Linked DNA regions of Mus musculus: region 2 is linked to region 1. A link is a contact called in public Hi-C data. All regions are on one chromosome and are shown on one strand. Each heading gives the region's core, a stretch centred on a gene start, on an enhancer-like site or on the middle of the called end of the contact. The rest is flanking DNA. Distances are from core to core; before and after follow the strand shown. Region 1 overlaps Apba2 (amyloid beta (A4) precursor protein-binding, family A, member 2). Region 2 overlaps Apba2 (amyloid beta (A4) precursor protein-binding, family A, member 2).

The links. A called contact is a pair of places that touch in the nucleus more often than the background predicts.
Region 2: a Hi-C map of cerebral cortex shows a contact between it and region 1, with 2.6 times the contacts expected there. The contact joins two enhancer-like sites. A contact is called at or near these places in 1 of 15 datasets of contacts at CTCF or cohesin (stem cell-derived epiblast-like cells), 15 of 484 Hi-C or Micro-C datasets (astrocytes, cerebellum, cerebral cortex and 9 more) and 2 of 115 datasets of contacts at active chromatin or transcription factors (embryonic stem cells and liver).

What each region holds. Positions count from the first base shown.
Region 1 is chr7:64,519,924-64,523,823 of GRCm38.p6, forward strand. All of the region lies in intron 1 of Apba2 (amyloid beta (A4) precursor protein-binding, family A, member 2), which reads left to right. Among named protein-coding and RNA genes, the nearest start is that of Apba2, 20 kb to the left of the region's middle. Within about 2 kb of position 1,963, at least 16 of the 459 cell types and tissues checked have an H3K27ac peak or open chromatin away from gene starts, as enhancers often do. A contact at or near this core is called in cerebellum and cerebral cortex, where this site is marked.
Region 2 is chr7:64,740,229-64,744,128 of GRCm38.p6, forward strand. It overlaps Apba2 (amyloid beta (A4) precursor protein-binding, family A, member 2), which reads left to right. Exons shown (of 15, transcript NM_001291166.1): 11 at 3,032-3,211. Among named protein-coding and RNA genes, the nearest start is that of Nsmce3, 130 kb to the right of the region's middle. Within about 2 kb of position 1,898, at least 18 of the 459 cell types and tissues checked have an H3K27ac peak or open chromatin away from gene starts, as enhancers often do. A contact at or near this core is called in cerebellum and cerebral cortex, where this site is marked.

The DNA of each region.
Region 1 (3,900 bases), core at 713-3,212:
TTTCTTTCTTTCTTTCTTTCTTTCTTTCTTTCTTTCTTTCTTTCTTTCTTTCTTTCTTTCTTTCTTTCTTTCTTTCTTTCTTTCTTTCTTTTCGAGACAGGGTTTCTCTGTGTATCCCTGACTGTCCTGGAATTCAATCTGTACACCAGGTTGGCTTTGAACTCAGAAATCCACCTGCCTCTGCCTCCCAAGTGCTGAGATTAAAGGCGTGCGCCACCACTGCTCGGCTCTCAGGGCTTTCCTTACTAGGAAAGCCTAGGGATTGAGAGCTGCTAGCATGGGGACCCTGGGTGAGTCAGAGTTCCCTCCTTTGTCCTGGAGGCCTGTCAGAGGAAACAGTTCCTACAGGTCTTACCACTTCTCTGGAGTTTTGGCAAAATTAGATGGAGCCATATGAAGCTGTTATTTTTATATGTCAGACTGATCAAATATAGGTAATTTCCTATGCTTCAAGCTCATTTTTAGCATTCAAGCAGCTTTGGTAAGAGAACATTTTTATTTTTAAAAATGTTATTTTTAGTTATTACATGTATACAATTCAGTGCATTAGGGGGAAAAGATAAGAAAAAAAAAAAACGGGCTTGGAGCTCTTTCCTGCTGGGGCTGATTTCATTGCCTCCTTCCCCTGGGCTTGGGCACGCAGCCACCAGCACCCTGTGTCTCCATCTCTATGGGGGCTTCATCTGTGTTCACAGACCCTTCATTTTGCATCCTGTCCTCTAAGCTTGTGCTGTCACATTGAACTGGTTCCCAGGGTTGTAGAGAATGTTTTCCTGTTATAATTGATGTCTTTGTAGTTGTGCTCTGTCTGTCTGTCCATCTATCCTCCTGTCTGTCTCTCTCAATCTTTTCCTCCCTACTACCCCAGCCTCTTCCCCTTTTCCTTTCCCTTCCTTTTCTCTTCTTTCTCCTTCTTCTTCCTCTTTCTCGTCTTCTTTTAATACCCAGGAGTCTTTCTTGTGCTAGGCTTCCTGAAATAGCATCGCCGAGTCAAGCCGCCATGCTTCAGACCACCCTAGAAATGTTTTGTTGCCCATGACCTGTGGGAGAGGTGGGGCTTCCTTCCTGACTCGACCTGCCTGTATTGCATATTTGCTTCCCTTCTTCCTTCATTCTTCTCTTCCCTCTTTCTATCCCTTTTGGTGTATACACGTGTGCTTGTGTTTATGTGCACGTAGAGCACGTAGAGGTCAGAGGTCAAAGGTCAACTTTGGATGTTGTTCCTTAGGTACCATTCATTTTTTTTTTGGTCTGCTTTTCTTTCTTTTTCTTCTTTTTGGTTTTTCAAGACAGGGTCTCTCTCCATATTCATGGTTGTCCTGGAACTTGCTTGTAGACCAGGCTGGCCTCAAACTCAGAGATTCACGTGCCTCTGCCTCCTGAATGCTGGGATTAAAGGCATACACCACCACCTGTGTTATCTTGGTTTTCTTTTGGTCTGGAGCTTGCAGAGTAGGCTAGGCTGGCCGGCCAGAGAGCCTTACAGATTCTACTGTCTCTGCCTCCCCGACACTGGGATGACAAGCACTTGGCTACCACTTCTAAATATTGACGTGGTTTCTGGGGATAATCCTAGTGATTTCATGGTGAGCACTGCACTGACTGAGCTAGCCCTCTTCTCTCATTCACTCATGTTTGTTCCATACCCCCTCCTCATCTCTCTCATTGGAAGACCCCACTGAGAGGAACTAACACCTCACACCAGCTACCATTCATATGTTGCTCCATGGAACACAGCTCCAACTTGGCTGGTGCTGTCTGGAGGGGAAAGCAAGGACTTGTGGAGAAACTTCCCCTTGGGTGGTGTTCCAGGGAGCCATCATTGCCCCTGGATGCCCTTGATTAGACCCCTGGGCTCTTGTGCTTTTAAAGATGTATTTCATTTTCCCTGTCACTTGGTAATAGACAGAGCCACAGGGGGCATCTGGGTCAGATGGCTGGTAGGAGCCGTTGGAGCCCAGCTGGTGTCCAGAGCGGCTGGCAGCCCTGGGCATCGGAGGAAAAGCTGCCTGGTTCTGTTTCCCAGAGGATCTTTGTCCTCCTTTTGCAGAAGTGATGAATTCCTGGATCCGCTCTGCTGGGCTGGAAGCAAGAACTTTTAGATTTCCTCTGGTTGAGGAACTTAAAATGGAACAATTTACAGCAGTTCCTCCAAACTAGACTTTGTAGCCATTTTCTATGCATGGAAACACATTCCATGGGAACCCTCTGGTGATGAATTTTAAAGCTTTTCATTCCCAAACACTGTGACCTCTTACAGACCAGAGGGTGTGGGACTGGGGATGAGGTCCATGTATGGGGGCAGTGCCCCCTCACCCAGAAGGAGAGAGAGGTGCAGGTCCTTAGCTTCACTGGGTCACTGGGTTGTTTGAACACCCAGGGCAGGGGAGGTGTGTGTGTGTGTGTGTGTGTGTGTGTGTGTGTGTGTGTGTGCGTGGTTGTGATCATTCCTTTCAGCTCCATGCAAAAGCTCACAAAGACTGCAACAGAACTGACTCCCCACAAGCTCCATGCTTCTGCTGTCTGTGGGAGGTGGAGATTTTGTGTATTGTTTCATTATCTAACAACAAAGAGCTAATAATGAAGATAAATAGATGTGACACTCCTCTGTGTGAAAGCCTGCCTCCGACTGCAGTTACCCTCTATCTTTAGAGGAGACACAGAGAGCTGTTTTCTGGCATCAGAGCTGGAGGATGACAAGACCTTGGTCCTGAAGGGACAGGGACTTCCTAGACTCAGGCACCATTTGCCTTTCATTCTGTACAAGCAGTTTTTTTTCCCACTTACTTTTTTCTGGTTATGACACAAATATGCACTAATTATAAAAATTAAAAGTGTAGAAATAAATAACCAAGAAAAAGAAAGCCTTTCTCCTTCCTCCCTTTTAACCCCTGCTTAGGCAGATATTGTCAGCTTGGTATTTAATCCTCCCATTTTTTCTCTATGGGAATTTTTCAACCCAAGGTTTTTTTGTTGTTGTTTTTTGTTTTTTGTTTTTTCGAGACAGGGTTTCTCAGTATTACCCTGGCTGTCCTGGAACTCACTTTGTAGACCAGGCTGGCCTCGAACTCAGAAATCCACCTGCCTCTGCCTCCCAAGTGCTGGGATTAAAGATGTGCGCCACCACTGCCTGTCAACCCATGTTTTATATGAATATATATACTTATTATTTTTAATATTTTTCAACAAAATGAAATCAAATTATAGGTTGAGTATCCCTCTTCTGAATGCTTCAAAACCTGAAACTTTCGGAGCAATATGATGTTGCAAGTGGAAAATTCCAACTTTCTTCCTTATGTAAATCTCACATCACACACAAAAGTCTTTTAAATACCAAATAAAACTGTCTACAGATAGAGTATTTCTAGAGTTCATATAGTTTCATACGGAGCATGGCTTTTTCATTTAAACTTCGGTCATAACCACAAGATAAACCTCAGCAAATATTCCCAAATCTGAAACACTTGGAAAGCCACACCACTTCTGGGATGCCAAGCCTTTAGATGAGGGGTCTGTACCCCATTTAGAGACTGTGATGTCTCTGTAGATGCAGCCTCATCTGGAGCAATGTGTCTGGCATGTTGTCGCCCTTTGTCAGATGTGCAAGGAGCAAGATGGATTCCAGCACTTGTGCAAGAGATGGCCATGGGCTTACTGAACTCTAGAGCACTTGCTTTTTCCCAGCGGTGGAGTGCAGTGTCACAACCGTGTCCTCGATAGCCACTACTGTGTTTGCACAGCACAGCACCCCTCTGCTGGGTGGGGAGGCTGATCATCAAATGTGAATAGGAAGGGTATGTACAGGTACGTATTGTGCAAGCATATGTGTACAGGTGCACACATGTGTGTTTGCATTTGTATAGAGGCCAGAGTATCATATCTTAGGAATTGCCCACCATA
Region 2 (3,900 bases), core at 648-3,147, 220 kb after region 1:
TGCCTTTGCTGTGTCATCTTGCCATATAACATTGTTATGATGTAAAAAGTTACAACATGGTTTTTCTTTTTCTTTTAATTTAAATATCATGGATCCACTAAGAGATCCTAGGGTTGTAGAAGCCTGTAATCATAGGTCCTCAGAAGCTGAGGTAGTGGGATCATGTCTGCCAGACAGAACTGCCAAGAGAAAGAGGAGGAGGAGGAGGAAGAGAAGGAGAGGAAGGAGGAAGAAAGGAAGGAAGGAAAGAAAGAATAAAGAAAATAAATATTTGTTTCTAATAACAGAAACAAAACTAGAGGTGACCTTTGGGGTGGGGTGGGGTGGGGTAGGGTGTGACACTCCAGCATCTTGATTGAGGCCCTTGAAGGCTGACCTTCCTCAAGCCTTCCTGAAAGACTGCAGTTGGGCTGTTATCTTTTCTCTGTTGACCTATTCCTTCTGTGAAGAGGCCATCCCAAGCTTTTGTCAATGGTGGCAATATTGTGACATCAGGAATCACCCAAGGGGCCAAGGCATGCTTGGTCACCGAAGGACTCACAAACGTCAGTGTAGGATCCATACATTTCACGATCTGAAACCCAGGAGGGAATCTTCATCTGAAAGCAAGGTTCAAAGCAGTGTGTGAGGACCGTGTTCCTTATTTTCTAAGGCATCAGTGGAAAGTGCTTTGGAGCAAGGGGTGTTTTATACAGACCAGTATTTCTGTATAGCCCTACCAGACGGTGCACAGTCTTACACTTCCCACCATTGCATGGAGATCTGTGGACAGACAGGCAGGCATGTTTTTATGGCTGGGAGTTTGGGGATGTCTCCGAGCGCCAGTGTGGTGAGTGTCGAGTGATAGGGAGAGCGAGCAAGAGTCATCAAGTAAGGCTCACGTGCAGACTGTGGAGGAGCCAAGCATGTGAGGAGCCCTGGTTCAGCTGGTGCAGACATCTTTGGGACTCAGTGAAGGTAGAACCCAAGTTACATAGACGTGAAGGAGTGAGAGAAAAGTGTTCCATCAATGTCAGGTACCCGGAGCAGCTGCTGAGAGAGAGGACATGATGGTAGCCTGTCCTGCTGTGTCCTGGGTAGCCCTCTGCAAGGCAGAACTCAGTGCTCTAGGGATAAAGGAAGAGTGGATGTTGCTATGGAGGTGACAGAGCCAGGAAGAGTAATGCTAGGCATGACCTCTTCCCACCTGCAGGAGGCCACCAGGCACCAAGGCTCCTGCACCTACCCCTCGGGCCATATGGGGTCTTTAGCAGCCTGTGCCCACAGGCCTGGCTGTGAGCTGGAACAGGCAAGAGACGCCTGTTGGATGGGCTGGCATTGTGCCTTAGCTAGTGAATTGGCTTTGAATTGGCTCCTGTTCTGGCAGGAGGGAACCAAGGACACAAGGGCAAGGGGCAGGGTGGGAAGGCAGTGGGGGGAGGGGAGATGTGGGGACAGTAAGGGCAGGTGGGAGACAGTAAGGGGAGGTAGGGACAAAAGGGGAAAGCAGAGACAGCAGGAAGTACAAACTCCATGGATTGTTCTTGAAGAGGGTGATCATTCTAATGTGTTAGCTGACTTAAGTCTCGGGGCATTTCCATAGGGAGAGGAGGAGGAGGCATAATATTGCAAGAAGAGGAGGTAGGAGGATGGGAGGTGGGAAGAACCCAGTCTGGAGCTTTCATGGTGAAGACGTCTGATGCAGTCATTCCGCCCTTCCCAGGTGGAGACACAGGGTTTGGAGGCTGGGGCACTGAGATATCAGTTAGGGCAGCCCCTCCAATCTGTGGTTCTTCTCTAAGACCTTCCCTCCTTTGTGGTTTCCAAAGTCACCACTTTGCAGGTTTACTACTGAGAGACCCTCAAATGCTGCTTTCCTTATCTGAGCCAACAGCGCCACCTAGTGGTTGATGGGCCACCACATCCACCCGCTGCTAGCATGCAGATGTGGGAACAGTGAGAGCATTGCGGCATCCTTTCTCTGAGCTGTTCAGGTCTGATTTGGGCAGGCAGTTCAACCTAGAATCAGTCCATATTTAAAGCAAGCCCTCTACCTCATGCTAAGATGTGATCCAGCCCAGCTTAATTTTAGATGAGCTTACTCATTTAAAAGCACCTAAATCACATATTGTGCAGAGGGAGAAAAGAATTGAAGCCAGCCCCTTTGTTCTCAAAACATACTGAACCAAGGTTTTCAGGGTTACCTGGCAGAGGCCCCTCAATGGCCGGTGTGTGGGAGGAGGGACATAAGGAGGACTTGGACTGGGTGGGGCTTACACAGCAGGGAGGTTGGGGCAAGGGAGGGGGATGTTGGTTTTCCTATGCACTGAGAGTTTCCACACCTTCCTGAGGCTGCACAGCTTGGAGCATGCTTGATGTGGTTAAGGAGATGTCCACCTTAGAGCCTGCCTCCCACTGTCCCATTTACACTGCAGGCAGGAAGGCCCTGCTATCTCTTATCAGTGTCCAGGCCTCCGTAGGCTTCTTTCTGCTGGCATAGAAAGAAGTAATGTCCCCAGTGGCGTGGAGTCTGCTCTGGGTCCCAGGTCCTGTAACCCTCAGCTTGCACACCGTCTCATATCATAGCAATGTAGTACACGCACTCGTCTCCTTATGTTTAGGTTTTGTACTTCTGGGGGGATAAAACAGACAGCTAACCATGTATGTGATACTTCTGGGGTTGGAGTGGGGCCTCAGTTCTGTTTTTTGGGTCTTTTTTTTTTTTTAGAATAAAATAGGTAAAAATAAGAATACATTACAGTTTCTAATTAAAGCAAGAAAGTCTGATATTTAGCAAGCACCATTTTCTGTGATTTTACAAAAACCTTGCTTTGTCCCAGTGTCTGGACATGAAGTAGCAGGGACAGCAGAGAGGCTCATCATGGTGGCCTGAGGCGGGGTGTAAGTGGCAGACAGCTTTCTGCCAGCCTAGAGCTCACAGTCACTCCCTCAGTCTTTTAAGTCCAAACGAGGACCCCTATGAAGGTTTATGGACCCCTAGTGGAGCCTGTGTCCGTGCTTTGGTCTAGCATGCCTTTCTTCCTTCCCACAGGCCCAGCTGATCGCCCAGTCCATTGGGCAGGCCTTCAGCGTGGCTTACCAGGAGTTCCTGAGGGCCAATGGCATCAACCCCGAAGACCTGAGCCAGAAGGAATATAGCGACATCATAAATACCCAAGAGATGTATAATGACGACCTCATCCACTTCTCAAACTCAGAGAACTGCAAGGAGGTAAGCCACATCGGCTGGGGCCTCCAAAACTTTCTCTGCTCGACTTTGCCCTCCAAAATGAACCCTCTCGGAGATGGGCTAGGCAGCTGGGATGTGGGGGCTATCTCAGTGCCTCCCCATCTCAGCTCACCAGGCAAAGATGAGAGCAAGGCTTCCTTCCTCACACCAGTGTGTCCAGCACAGGGACCCTCGGGGCATGCCTTGGTACTGCCTTGGAGGTATGCACTTAGATATGAGATGAGATACTTGCTACAGAGACAAAGATTTCAATCAGTCTTAGTAACCCTGAAAATGTGCCTTTTAATGTTGTTGTCTCCATCCACTGGGCTCAGCACTAGGAGATATTTCTGCAAAGCTCGTGGGAGGCATCTTTAAAATAGGGAGCTTGGGTGCGTCGGCAGGGAAGTTCTGAAATTGCCGGTTGCAGAGGCCCTAGCCGATCCTAGAAGCTTTCCCTGGGGGCTTTGGAATGAATGAATGTGCTCATAGGGGAACTAGTGAATGAATGCTTTTGTGTGTCTATGAGGGTGAGTGAATGAATTATCCTGGATTCTTGTTGAGTGCGTGCCCAATCCTGGCTTCTTGGATGGGTGGCAGATAGCTTTCTAATCAGGCAAAGAAAATTTATTTCAGGATGAGAGTAAGGGCAAGATCGTGGAGTAGACACCAGAGGGCATCTTCTGGCCTCC